3 separate regions of the Mus musculus genome follow, and regions 1 and 2 are each linked to region 3. Evidence: chromatin contacts called from public HiChIP or PLAC-seq data. All regions are on one chromosome and are shown on one strand. Each heading gives the region's core, a stretch centred on a gene start, on an enhancer-like site or on the middle of the called end of the contact. The rest is flanking DNA. Distances are from core to core; before and after follow the strand shown. Region 1 has its middle 17 kb from the start of Eif2a. Region 2 overlaps Siah2 (siah E3 ubiquitin protein ligase 2). Region 3 holds the start of Rnf13 (ring finger protein 13).

Region 1 (4,165 bases), core at 783-3,282, 770 kb after region 3:
GGAATTTGGGTGTATTAGTTGGAGTGCTTTAGAGCAACAAAGTTATAGAATGAATATATATATATATATATATATATATATATTCACATATGTATTTGTATATATACATAATGTATGTTTATGTATAATACATATATTTATTTATATATATATTTATAAAGGGGAGGATTTACAAGTTTTGATCAAGCTAGTACAATAATCGCTGCTATGAATGGAAGGTCCTAGCATTCAGTAATTACACAGTCCAGGAGGCTAAATGTCTCAGCTAGTCTTCAGTATATGAGGGAGGTATGGCCCAGATTAGAGGTGGGTTTTCTTGGTTCCAAAGATCTGAATTAACGGTGTGTCTGCCTACCTCAAAGATCTGGATTAGATGCAGATCTTCCCACTTCAAATTAAGCAAAAATCTTTCACAGGGGTGCCACTACATTTTTGGGTTTTAGTTAATTCCAGATGTAGTTAGGTTGACAACCAAGAATAGCACACACATTGGACCTGACAGACGGTATTTAGGAACTTGGATATACCAAATAGAGAAGCAGAAATGTATTCAGAGGCATGGTTATGCATACCTTTAATTCCAGCACTCTGAAGGCAGAGAAAGTCATCTCTGTGAATTCAAGGTCAGCTTGGTATACATATCATTTTCCAGGTCATCCAGTGATACATAGTACAGTGAGACCTGTATGTGTGTATATAGATATATAAATACACATATATACATATATGTATACGCATATACACACACTTATATATATGATTTATATATATATAAATATAAATTATAGCTATATAATATGTAGATGACTTTTTAGGTTTTATTGTAATACATGTGACCCAAATGTCACTGAAATACCCATAGGTAGTTGAGTAAATCACGAAACATCCTGCTCATGTTATAATATAAAACCACCAGAGGTCTATCTGTGGTCTATCGGTGTGGCCAGTGTGGGCTGGTACCAGGATAAGCATGCTTTGCTTTTGTTTCCTCATCTGGATCTATTTTAGGTGAAAAGCAAATGGGGAAAAAAAAGAGGATCTGTGTAAGTCTACCATTTGTCTCTAAAATGGATAGTTATGTATTCAATCCATATCTGTTCTGTCTCACGAAGAGGGAATGAAAGAAAGTCTTGCTGACATTTCTCTAGAACCCTTTAGTCCCTCTGCAAGGTGACTACCCGGGAGAAGGAAGCACATACACTCAACATAGACTTGTACTTGGATGCTTGGAGTACCATTACTTCATGATAGCTGGAAGTAGAAACAACCCGATGTACATCAGCTGACGGTAGAAAAAAAACAAGAAACAGTGCTGATTCTAACTGTGAAATAAATGAACCTTGAAACAATTCTCCCAAGAAAAGTGGTCAGGCACAGAAGGCAACACATTGTATCATTCTCTTTCTATGAAAATGTCAAAATGAGCAAAAGAAAAAGTATATAAGTGGTTGCTAGGGACTGGGGGGGGGGGGCGAGTGGGGGCGTGGGGGGGTAGTAGTGGTGTGGCTAGAGAAGCAGCTAGCAGACACCTTATCTCATGTAGTAGAGGAACCCGGCACTGGCGCCTGGTGCTGCCACTTGTATCCAACATTGCACAGGTCAGAGAGAGTAGACAGGGAAATGAAATAAAAGCTACTCAAATTGGGAGTGAAAGAATCCAGGTTATGCTTATTTGTAAATGACATAATCTTATATGTGAAATAGAATCTACTAAAACAAACAAATTTACAAACAAGCTCAGCAAGGCTGTAGGAGGGAGACACAACACACCGTGTTTATCTACACACTGGTACCCAGCAGACAGATGCAAGAGACAAGCAATGATGCAGGGCACAGTGTACTTATCCGTACACTAGTTCAGAGCAGGCAGAAACCAAGAAAACTACTTACAATAAAGTTTAAGAGAATAAAGTGCTTCACAGCAAATTTCACCAAAGTGCAAACTCAGGAAAACTGCATTGTTGAAAGAATACCTCAATAAACTAAAAGAAAGGCCTTGTTTGTGGATTGGGAAACAATGTTGCAAAGATTGCAACACAGCCCAGATTGCTTTACAGAAGTCACAGTGTCCATGCTAGTTGGCTTCCTGGTAGAAGGTGGCAAAGCTGTTCTGAAAATTCATAGGGAAACGCGAGAGAACCAAAATAGCTCAAAACAACCTTGAAAAAGAGAACAAGGTTGCACGCCTTCTGTATACTTCCTGATTTCAAAACCTACCACAAAGCATAGCAATCAGGGCACGGTGGACTAAAAGACGCCCAGACATACAGATCATGGTTAGACATGTAAATCTAGAGACAAATCAATGGATAGGTTGTCAACTCATGTCCCGAAGGATTGCCAAGACAATTCAGTGTGGGAAAATATCATTTAACAAACTGTACTGGATAAACTAGATATTGACGCACAGAAGAATAAAAACAGACTCTTACCTCAAGCCATACACTGAAAATACTTAAGAGGAGCCTTAAAGGGAGAGCACATGAGCTATGAAAACTGTTTCTTTTTAAGATAAAGAAAAATAATCTCAACGCAAAATTTAAATGAAACAAATAGACCTTACTATGTATGAAGTCAGTACATAGCCATACAGAAATTTCAGGTGATTCAAACTTAAAAAGCATTTTAGACATTTTTATTTTATGTGTTTGGGTGTTTTGCCTGCATGTATATGTGCATCATGTGTCCATTGCACCAGAATCTGCTGGGACTAGAGTCACCGATGGTTGTAAACCACCACGTGGTTGCTGGAAACTGAACTCAGATCCTCTGGAAGGGCAGCCATTACTCTTAAGTGCTGAGCCATCTCAAATTTGGAGTGATTTAAAGGTAAGGACTCGACTTTATGTTCCTGAAAAGTGTTTCTCAGAGGTGACAAAAAATGTAAAAAGACTTAGATGCTAACTTTTCAGTAATAATAGTAACAAATTGGTATTGTTGTTATGAAACCATTATGTATTTAGTAGTTTCACTAAAGGGGCTATGAATCAAGATTTTCAATTGCATTTAGAAAAGAGAAACATGAAGAAACTAAGGACACACTGACACCTGTAATCTTAAATGTGATTTATATTGCCCAAGGTCAGGTCAATATTGACAAAAGCCTGACAGAAACCCAAGCTTCAAGGCATCTGAAAAGTCACTCGGCCTTGCTAGTGACAATAGTAGTGCACCGACCCAACACAGAGACTTACTAGCCAACTATGAGTGGGCAAATGTTAGCATCTGATAGAATAATATATGGGGATGCAGAGATGGCTCTGTGGTTAAGAGCACTTGCCATGCTTGCAAAGGAACCAGGTTCTGTCCTCAGACCCCACATGGTGGCTCACAACCATTTGTAGCTCTGGTTTCAGGTGACCCAACTCCCTCCGAGGGCACCAGGCACACCCATGGTGCATATGTGTATACATACATGTGTATACACATGCAGGCAACACCCTCACACACATACTATAAATAAACCTTTAAAATGTTAAATGTATTTTGATGAACTCTTGCTCGTTTAATTTTTTAAAAAAAAAAAAAGATGTGTGTGTGTGTTGGTAATATATGCTTCACATGTGGGACTGTTTATGGAGACCAGAGGAAGATACTGGATCCCTGAACTCGGGAGTTTCAGGCAGTTGTGAGTTGCCATGTGGGTTCTGGGAATAGGACTTTAGTTCTCTGCAACAACCGAAAAGTGTCCTTAACTGCCACTCCAACACTTATTATTATGCACTTAATTCCTAAGACATCCATTTCTGTAAAGAAGGAGAGTATAGTACAACCCACATACTGCAAATTACAGAATAAATGGAAAGAATTTCAGCATCCCTTGGAGGAGGCTTGACAGACACCTGGGGCATTCATGAAAATTACAGGGCATGGGCCAGGGGTTGGATCTATGGTATGCTCAGTGCCAGGCTGTATGTGTCTCCTCAGTACCAAAACATAGTGCTGCATAGGAAAATATACATTCATACTAGCTATTTGAAGATATGGGGGGTATGCATTGTTTATGTTATACATGTTTATGTGAAAGTACAAGAAGTATTAGCATCCCACACTGACTTCAGAAGACAAAGTGTGTTTGTATCCTTATTTATCAACCACATATCGATTTGTCTATCTATATGTCTGTCAGTCCTTCATATATCTATATAGCACTCGTGTACTCATC
Region 2 (4,611 bases), core at 664-3,163, 940 kb after region 3:
CTGACGGGGGCTGAAGGATGCCCTACTCTATGGGACTAAGAGCAAGAACTTAGTTGGAAATTCATTTCTATGTCCACTCAGGAGAATAGCCGACTTAGGTAGCCATGGCTTAGTTGGCCTAGTTAGTGGTTCCAGGCAGAGCTTGTGGAACAGGACATACATCCAATCAGAAAGTGACCGATTACTTTGATCTGCCTGCCCTCTTCTCCTCAGTCTTGGGATTAAAGGCATGTGCCTCCTCCCAGTCTACTTTGGAAGGCTCAGTCTCGAGTAGTACCACTCATCAAGGATGGAAACAAACTGACCTAGTGGCGTGAAACCACAGAAGCTGTACAGGCGCATTTAACACAGTTCACAGCCCGACCACGCCATGGAAAGTGACCGGACTGCGGCACAAGGTGCCTTGAAGTTGAACACTGTTGATGCCAGTGTGAAGATCTTGAGCACAAGATAAGGGAAGGAGACGGGATGGAGCCAAGAGCAAAGCAGGGTCCTGTAAGCGAAAGGAGGAGAGTGGAAAGTAGTATGGAGGGGAAGAAAAAGGAGCAAGAGATTAAAAATATGAAGTTTTTTTTTGCTTTTTTTTTTTTTTTTTAAAGAGGGGCTGGAGAGACAGCTCCTGGGGTAGAAGCACTGGCCACCAAAGCTTAGTGACTTTAATTCAATCCCCAAGATCCAGAACTCCCAGCTGGCCTCAGGTTCAAAGCCCTCAAGTTCAAGGGTTATTCTCAGTTGAGATCTGTTCCCAGATGGCCAGCTTTCCCCCACCCCTTCCCAGTGTAAGGCAGTCTCAGGCTGCTTGCACCTTGCATGTTGTCAGTGTCTGGCCCCCTGCCTTCTCCAGCTGCCTCAGTCAGGGGCTGTCCCAGGACAAACTGAAGCTCTCCAACTTCAAGGTTCCAGTCTTTGGCCCCCTGGGTAGCTCGGTTCTCAAGAACAGCTTTTCTCAAGACTCCCACACTCATCGCACAGCATGAGATCTCTTTCCCTGACCAGTTGAGAACCAGCCCTTCCAAAACTTGCAATTGGCTTCTAGAATGACTAGGGGCATGGGCACGGGGGCGTGGGCCTGTCTGGAGTGTTGTACTCACAGGCCAGCTTTCATCCGGCTTAGCTCTTGGAAGTGGCTCCTGCCCACTTCCACTCCCCACCCCACCCCAGACCCAAGGGGAATTACAGCCGTTTCACTTCCTTCTCAGTGTCATGGTCCCCCACCCCACCCCTTACACATTTCTGGTATCCTTTACTTCCTTTTTGAATTTTGGAAGCCCTTTCTCTATTTCTCTCTCTGCAGTTGTCTGTTTGTATTCTGACTGTCTCCTTCCCTGGCTCACAGGGCCTTCACTCAGCCTTACTTGGAAGCTCTAATCTTTGACATTGCAGGAAGCCCTGCACATTTATATTCATTCATTCATTCATTCATTCATTCATTCTTAAATTGGTAACAGCGATGGCGTTGGTGTCCACAGACTCCATGTTCTTTTTGTCATTTGGAGACTTTAAGGCAAATGAACAGTATTCATTGAAAGTACATTTTAAGCCTCAAGTGAGTAGCAGGTGGTTTGTTTTAAAGATTGTGACAATGGGTGGCTTCATGGTTCAAGCAGGGGTCAAGGCCAGACTCTATGAGTGGAGGACTACAAAGCAAAGCTGGTCTCTGTGCCCAGGTCGCACCTGCAGCTCTGACTCAGCTGAAATGTGATCCACCAGTCACAGACATCCCTGGCATCCCAGAGTCACTTCCTGCAGAGGCTGCCTGCATGGTCTGTCTGCTTTAGCTCAAGTTGAATGTCCTCTCACAGAAGTTAGCACTAGATACAACATTCAGAAAACAGTCCTTCTAATGTTGCTAGTTAGGAATTGTAGCCTTGGGGCTGATTTAGGGTCACAGTGCTGGCCCCATGGCAAGTTCCAAGAACCTTAATGGCATTAGTACAGAGATGATTCCCTCCAGTGATATTCTGGGCATGCGTAAGGGAGTTGTGTGGTACTCATATAACCCTGGCCGCTTTTAGTAGGGATGTAACTGCTGGAACCCGAGGTTGTATCTGAGAATCCAAGATGGCTGTTGCCCTCAGGGACCTCTCTCAAGTTTTCTGTCATTCCTGCTGCACCTAGCTTCTAAAACCATGTTTCAGAGACACAGACCAAATCCTCCCCAGCAATGATGATGATGGTGTCAGTGGGGAGCTCCAGATCTCAGATTTCGTTTATTTAAAAAAAAAAAGACAGAATATTTTCTTCTCTTGTCCTTTTGAGAACCATTGCATAAATGTATCAGAGCGCCACACAACACAGGCTGAATCCACCACTGCCCAATCAGCCATGTTTTAATCACCGGCAAAGGACAAAGGAGAAGAAATCTTACATTTTTTAAAAATATGGCAAATAGATCACATGCTGACTTCTTGACAATTATTGGTTATTCTGTTTGTTAAGAGCCAGTTCTGACTTACATCTTTCTCACTTCCTCTTGCATTCCTATTATAATCTGTGGATTCTCAGCCAGCCTTTTTTTTTTTTTTTTCTTCTTTCTCTGTTAGAAAATATAATTTCTGGAACGCCAGCGAGTAGACAGGTCATGGTTGGTGATCTCATCAGATTGTGGGGCCTTCTAACTGGAAGAGCGCAGTTGTCCACAGGTTTATTAACCTTCATTAAATCCTATCCTGAGGGGCATGGGGAATTAGCACGCCTGAACTCCAGGACCCACGTCGCTGGCCACTATGGTGGCTACCCCTCCTCACCCACTTTGCATTTAACATGCTGTTTCTCCATCTCCTCCTTTCAGGCCTTGCTCATAGCTTTTTCTTTCCTGCACTGTTGGCCACAGAGTCCCGATTTCAGTAGTAACATGAAGGGTTATATAGGAAGCAACTGCTGACAGGCTCAGCTTTTTTATACTCACACTGCCTGGGTATCATGGGAGGAGATGGGCCCCTACCTGCTCCTGGAAGCTGGCTTACCTCTGCCAGTGGGAGATGTGATGTACTTAGTGCCAACAGCGGTTTTTCTTCACTTCCAAAATATATCATTATCTACTTTTGTACAGATCTTTTTACTCTTCATTTGAAGAATAGCCTATAATTTACCTTAGCAACGGTTTTACTTAAGGTTTCTATTACTTTGATAGAACACCATATACACAAGCACCTTGAGGAGTAAAGGGCTTATTTTTCTTATGCTTCCATATCAGAGTCCATAACTGATGGATTTCAAGGCAGGAATTGAAGCATGGCAGAAACCTGAAGACAAGGAGGGGCTAAGAGGCCATGGAGAAGTTCTGCTTATTGGCGTGTTCAGCCCTCAGGACCACCAGCCCAGGGGTGGAACTGTCCATAGCGAGCTGGATACTCCCACATCAACCTTAATAAAATTACCACAGGCAAATTTGGTGGGTGTCAAGTTGGCATAAAACCAGCCAACTTCCTTACCTGCCAGAACTCTGTGATTAAAGCTTAACATGTGTCTCTCTTAGAAAACATGGACAGCTCCGGAGCCATCACTCCCAACTGCTCTTCTGTTAGCTTAATCACCTCACTGAGGAGACGCTGAATTCTGGAACAAAGTTCAGGGCTAATGTGAATTGTTTTGGGACACTGGGCTTGGAAGGAGAGAGCGTGCACCATGGTTGGCCTCATCATTTCTGGCCCCAACACTAACCATGCCTCCTCTTTGTAATTTTGGAAAATGGGAGTTGTGTGTTTTCTCACAGCTGGCAGTCAGACAGCAAACAATCCTGGAGATGAGACCCACATCACTAGTGACAACGCATAACACTGACTGGGTTTAGACCTATGGGCTGCTGTCCCCAACCTTGGACCAGCGGCTTTGCTGGATGTACTAGCTCTAGAGGTAGTGGTGGAGACTTCTGCATCTGTCCACAGTAGATGTGCAATAGATACATACGATTCAAGCAGAAAATGAAGCATGACATTCATTTATTGAAAAAATTTTATTAAAAAATTAAAGTGTGTGTGTATGTGTGTGCGCGTATGTAAAGATAAAAACAAAAACAACAAAAACTAAACCCACACAACTGACACATGCTTTTAAAATGGCAAGCATGTGACACTGGTTATCAAGTTCTCCCAAGCACTGATCTAGTCTCTCACATCAGTTACAGTCAAGGAGGGCTTCCAAGGGAAGCCATATGTAAACAAGTCATCCGTACTATGGTGAGCAACAACTAACTGTGAGAACTCTCAACTCACTGAGCGCCTGAAAGCAGGCCAACCCCAGGGGTTGCATCCCCATGGATTTAGAGTTCTGGTCTCCATGTGGTGTGTGCAGAGGCTGAGGACGGACAGTAGAGACCAACAGTGTCAGCAGAGGACGCCTTAAAGCACCTTTAGATCCTGGACCCTTGCCCACAATTCAAGCCAGTAATCCTCAAACTCTGAGATGAGGAGGTTGCTCAACTCTGTTGATTCTCTAGCTCTGTGTTGGAGATGAGTACTACAGGTGATTCTGTGTAAATACCCAGCCTGAAAGGTATTAAAGCAACTGCTACCTCCTAGAAATAACGGGACTCTCAGGAAAGTCACTGTGCTTTTGTTGGCTCAGGATGAGGCAGGGGGAGGCAGCCCTGAGCGATCTGTCAAGAGCTGT
Region 3 (4,803 bases), core at 217-2,716:
TATTTCTGAGAGAACTATATATTTACCATGGATTACAGAGCAGACTGAATACAGAAGCAAAATGTTCTCTTCTTAAGAGTTTCTATTTAAGGAATTAGCAACTGGCTTTATTTTTTGTCCTTAAAAAAACTTTTATATTATGGAAGAAATCTAATTTAATATAGAAAACCATTTTGAGAGAATTTAATTAAAGATGCATCAAAAGATATAGCACCTCTCTGTATAGTACTCTAGCCTTCATAACAATATTCCCAATCTCGACCTTCATGACTTTGTCAAAGCACAGTTATATAGTTGTGAATGTCTTCTTCCCAATACATGAAAAATACATTAACTATACAATTATGGGCTATGCAGCTGAAAATGTTTTTGATGGTCCTTATTATTCTAATCTGATTCTTTTTTGTTCCCTCCCTTTTCTGTAACCCAGAGTCTAGTGCTTGCTAGGCAAGTGCTCTGGGTGCTGACTGTGAACTCAATCTTCAATCCCTTACATTTGTTTTCTTAAATTGCTTGAGTGGTATTTAGAGTAGATTCTAGTTTAAAAGGCACAAGAAAAAAGAATAGGAAATCTTTCTATTCTTGTTCCCCACCTACTTAGGGCTCCTGAAGCAAACGAGGCTATAAACAACTTACATTCCTGTAATAACTCCCCCCACAACCAAAATCCAAACATGTTAATTAAATATTTGATGCCAGTATGGGCCTCAAAGATGCTTTATTAGGGCCAGTTCGATTAGGGCATGTCAGAATCTTTGCATCAAACCGCATTAAAAACAAAAGGCAGTAGTTTAGGAGCTGTTAATGTTGATGGCCCAATAGGTCATTTCAATCCAAGAACTCTGCTTTTTCAGACTAGGGGGTGAAAAAGTATGAGAACTCAAGGGATGAGATTTTCGTTCCTCAAAAGGTGACATGGTTTTTGAAAGGCTGTTTTGAGGACTGAATCGCGTGGTTGGACTTTGGCTAGTCAAGCAGTGAGCTGATCAGCCCGGCTCCCTGCCAGGCCTCGTGGTTCTTGCATAAACCTCGGGCGGTTAGTTCTAACCCGACCTGGATTCCAGCGCAAGGCGTCACCCGGAGTTCCCCGCCCTCATCGGCCCTCTCCCGGGAGGGTGCAAGACACTTCGCGGCTCTTCGGCCTCGGATCGCTGCGGGCCACTCAGACACACAGCCTTCGCTAGGGCCTCACTCTGCAAGCCAATCATCTGCGGATCAGGCTGGGGCAGTCCAGGGTGGCTTCTCCACCGCACCCAGGGCTTCCAAAAGCCGTCCCTCCCTCATCTTCCCCGTTCCTAATAGGGATGATGTATCACGCGGTTCAGAACGACACTCAAAAACTGGGCAATTCTCCCAACCCAGCAGAGGCAGGCTGCGCGACTCCGCGAGAGGGGCGGGGCCGTGACGGGCAACATCACAGCCCAATAATATTTCTTTACCTCCGAGTATGGGCCAATGAGGCATGGGAGGCGGGACTTCCGCTTGCCCGCTGTTGTGGTCCCTTCTCCGACTTGCTTGGGTAGGGGCTCAGTGCGGATACTCAGTCATGAAGTCCGGGTAGCGACTTCTCTTGGGTGGCCGTGAGCCTAGGTTCCGGGGGCGGACTTCAGGTAAGAACCAGCGTGGCTCCGCAGCGGTAGGCGGGGGTTGTCGGGCCTGGCCGGGAGAACACACCCACTCCGGCCTGGGTGCGGTAGCCCGAGGTGGGGACGGTCGGGCTCCTCTGCTACGTGCAGTGACAGCACAGGCCCGTGCGGGAGAGGAGTCCTTAGCATCCCATCCTGCGGGCTGGTAGATCTGAAGTTGTCGGGCTATGGATTTTGCTTCCCACGGCCCCTTCCAGAGGTCCCCGTGGCCTGGAAAGATACTTGGAAGACTTCTCTAGTCCAGGACTTGCCTCTTAAGTCCTCGGCGAAAATACTCTCGGGCTGTTTTGTCTTTAAAAAGAAGAAGAAGAAAATCTCATCGCTTGCTTCCTTCCTTTTCTCACCCACTCCCCTTTCCTTCCGTAAAAGCTCAGCTCACAGGCTTGGACGTGACCTTGCTAGGGCCACATACTGCCTTTTTTTTTTTTTTTCCTACCCAATGTTGGAAGTCCGAACTTTTTTGCAAGGACGCTTATTGAATTGATCTGCCCCTGAGAGGGAAACAACTTTGCTGCATGTTCTCTGCTTGCTTATGGTCAATTGCCCTATTTTCTTCTAATCTGGCAGTAGTTAATTTCCATAACTCCCATTTTAATCTTCAATTTCAGCACCGTGGGCAGCTGCTATAGGCTGATGTCTGCCCCAAACCTGCCTGGATTATACTGTTTTCTACCAGTGATGCAGCAGTTCCAGTGGAAACTGCGTTCCTTTCAGCAGTGCCCAGAAGACAGCTGCACTTTCTGATACAATACAGTAAAGTGGCCGTGCCTCCCAAGAGCCAGTAGAGACAGGCTATTTAAAGATTTAGGGAAGAACTTTTGAGAGTTTAATTGGCCACAGGGTCATTGTTTATTTATTTGAGACATGGTCCTTACATGTAGCCCAGTCTGATCTCAGACTTCCATTCTTTTGCCTCAGCTTACTCAGTACTGGAATTACTAGCCATCAAGCCTTGTTTAAAGACAGTTTTTAATGGGTCAAAAAGAATTCATTTCAGAGGACTGTGGTCTTTAAATAGGAGTTGAGTGTGGAGGGCCACAGGGATTCATTAATAGACTTTTTTCTTCTTTTTATAATCTATGGCCATAGAGTTAATTTCAGGTATAGTTTTTTTTTTGTTTTTGTTTTTGTTTTTATGCGGGTCAAGAGGAAGATATAAAGTGTAATATTGTAGAATCAGGCAAAAAGCAAAGCAAAGCAAAACAAAAAACTGTTTCCAAAGAGTTTCAAATTTGGGAATCAGACTAGACTTACCCTCCAGTGTTGGGTGACATCAGTAAATATGGAAAGGGCTAGTGAGATGTTTGGTGAGTAGTAGAGCTGGCCCTGCAGTTCTAATGGTCTGGATTAGATTTCCAGAACCCACATAGAGGAAGAAGGGGAGAACTGACTCCACAAAGCTGTCCTCGGCTCTCCACATGAACCTTGTGGTATATGTCTTACCTCCCAAGTCATACACACACAATAAGTGAGAAAGTTAAAAAAAATGAAAAAAGGGTGAAGTTGTGAAGATTAAATGAAATAAAATATGTCTGTATCATAGTTATGCTTCCTTGAATTGATTATATAGACTATAGTCTTTGTATAGGGAAAGTTAGTTGTCTTAGTCATATGTGTATGTTTTCCTCTGCCTTACCTGAAGTCAAAATGGTGTCTCGATGTGCAGTGGAAGTAATGTGAATAAAGTCCGTGCTTAGGGAAATGGAATATGGGAAGGTTTGGGGCTAACTACTCATTTATCCTTGTTATTTCTGTAAGGATTTTAGAGGAGCCTAGCTTCTTGCTAGCTTGCAGCTTACTTCCTTTGATGTTTCTGCATCTGAGGCTAACAGAGTTTATATCAGCTTTTGGGCACTAAGTTCAGCAAAGTGAGGGTAGAGTAGGTGTTTGCCTCTTGGGGTAGGTTTATAGAGTTGAGCAAGATACTTTATGTTTTGTAGTTTTTATTAAGACTGTGTATTAACTGGCTTGATAAAATCATATGACATACTTATGTCATGTTAGTATTAACTAAAAGTAGTTGGCTTTTAAAATAAAACATGGCTTTTAAAATAAAACATGACTTTGGACATTTTGAAGTTAGGAACTAATAATGTATAGCTGAAAGCAAAATGAGTAAGCCAAAGTAGTGATTTCCACTGTTTGACTTGTGGATGCTCACAGTCAGCTATTGGATGGATCACAGGGCTCCCAAAGGAGGAGCTAGAGAAAGTACCCAAGGAGCTAAAGGGATCTGCAACCCTATAGGTGGAACAACATTATGAACTAACCAGTACCCCGGAGCTCTTAACTCTAGCTGCATATGTATCAAAAGATGGCCTAGTCGGCCATCACTGGAAAGAGAGGCCCATTGGACACGCAAACTGTATATGCCCCAGTACAGGGGAACGCCAGGGCCAAAAAAATGGGAATGGGTGGGTAGGGAAGTTGGGGGAGGGTATAGGGGACTTTTGGGATAGCATTGGAAATGTAATTGAGGAAAATATGTAATAAAAAATATTTAAAAAAATGAGTAAGCCAAAGTAGTGATTTCCATTGTTTGACTTGTTATTAGTGTATCTTCGTGCTGCATACTGTGGTTTCCTGTGGCATCAAAAAGGGAAGGCAGTTAGAAACCACTGCTAGGTTTCTCAGAAGAAACAGGGTTAATAGACATATGAATTCACTTTAATAAAACACGTTGGTGAATAATGGTTCTAAAATCATATATTCTGTAGATAATTATTGAACAAATAAAACAGAGAACTAAGGTTTTTATGAAGATGTTGCACTGCACAAAAATTGATTAGAGAAGAATGAAAGTATGTGATTGCTTTTGTCAAAATTTATATGTCATAGTATACAAATAACAAAACATAATGGCTAATTTTATTATCTATGGGTCAAATAGGTTTCTGATTACTTTGTATGATCACATTCAATTCTCAAATTCATTAATATGGCAGGTAATAGTACAGTTATGACTTAAAATTTATTTTTTTTTTTTTGAAGGTTCACTTTTTTTTTTATTTTTTTTTTTTTATTTTTTTTTTTATTTTTATTTTTTTAAAGATTTATTTATTTATTACATGTAAGTACACTGTAGCTGTCTTCAGACACACCAGAAGAGGGCGTCAGATCTCGTTACAGATGGTTGTGAGCCACCATGTGGTTGCTG

Evidence for each region. HiChIP or PLAC-seq counts read pairs in DNA pulled down with a chosen protein or histone mark.
Region 1: a contact with region 3 is called in an H3K4me3 HiChIP or PLAC-seq map of bone marrow-derived macrophages, with 4 times the contacts expected there. The contact joins the enhancer-like site here to the promoter of Rnf13 in region 3. A contact is called at or near these places in 1 of 39 promoter capture datasets (hippocampal neurons) and 8 of 115 datasets of contacts at active chromatin or transcription factors (astrocytes, bone marrow-derived macrophages, embryonic stem cells and 5 more).
Region 2: a contact with region 3 is called in an H3K4me3 HiChIP or PLAC-seq map of the 230-238 cell line, with 4 times the contacts expected there. The contact joins the enhancer-like site here to the promoter of Rnf13 in region 3. A contact is called at or near these places in 3 of 39 promoter capture datasets (hippocampal neurons, liver and pre-B cells), 3 of 484 Hi-C or Micro-C datasets (CD4 T cells, CD8 T cells and regulatory T cells), 2 of 115 datasets of contacts at active chromatin or transcription factors (the 230-238 cell line and large pre-B cells) and 1 of 9 other capture datasets (liver).

Annotation. Positions count from the first base shown.
Region 1 is chr3:58,506,424-58,510,588 of GRCm38.p6, forward strand. No RefSeq gene overlaps it. Among named protein-coding and RNA genes, the nearest start is that of Eif2a, 17 kb to the right of the region's middle. Within about 2 kb of position 2,033, at least 67 of the 459 cell types and tissues checked have an H3K27ac peak or open chromatin away from gene starts, as enhancers often do. A contact at or near this core is called in bone marrow-derived macrophages and pro-B cells, where this site is marked.
Region 2 is chr3:58,671,013-58,675,623 of GRCm38.p6, forward strand. It overlaps Siah2 (siah E3 ubiquitin protein ligase 2), which reads right to left. Exons shown (of 2, transcript NM_009174.3): 2 at 3,937-4,611. Among named protein-coding and RNA genes, the nearest start is that of Siah2, 19 kb to the right of the region's middle. Within about 2 kb of position 1,914, at least 79 of the 459 cell types and tissues checked have an H3K27ac peak or open chromatin away from gene starts, as enhancers often do. A contact at or near this core is called in the 230-238 cell line, pre-B cells and regulatory T cells, where this site is marked.
Region 3 is chr3:57,734,591-57,739,393 of GRCm38.p6, forward strand. Rnf13 (ring finger protein 13) reads left to right here and starts at 1,467. Exons shown (of 10, transcript NM_001113413.3): 1 at 1,467-1,610.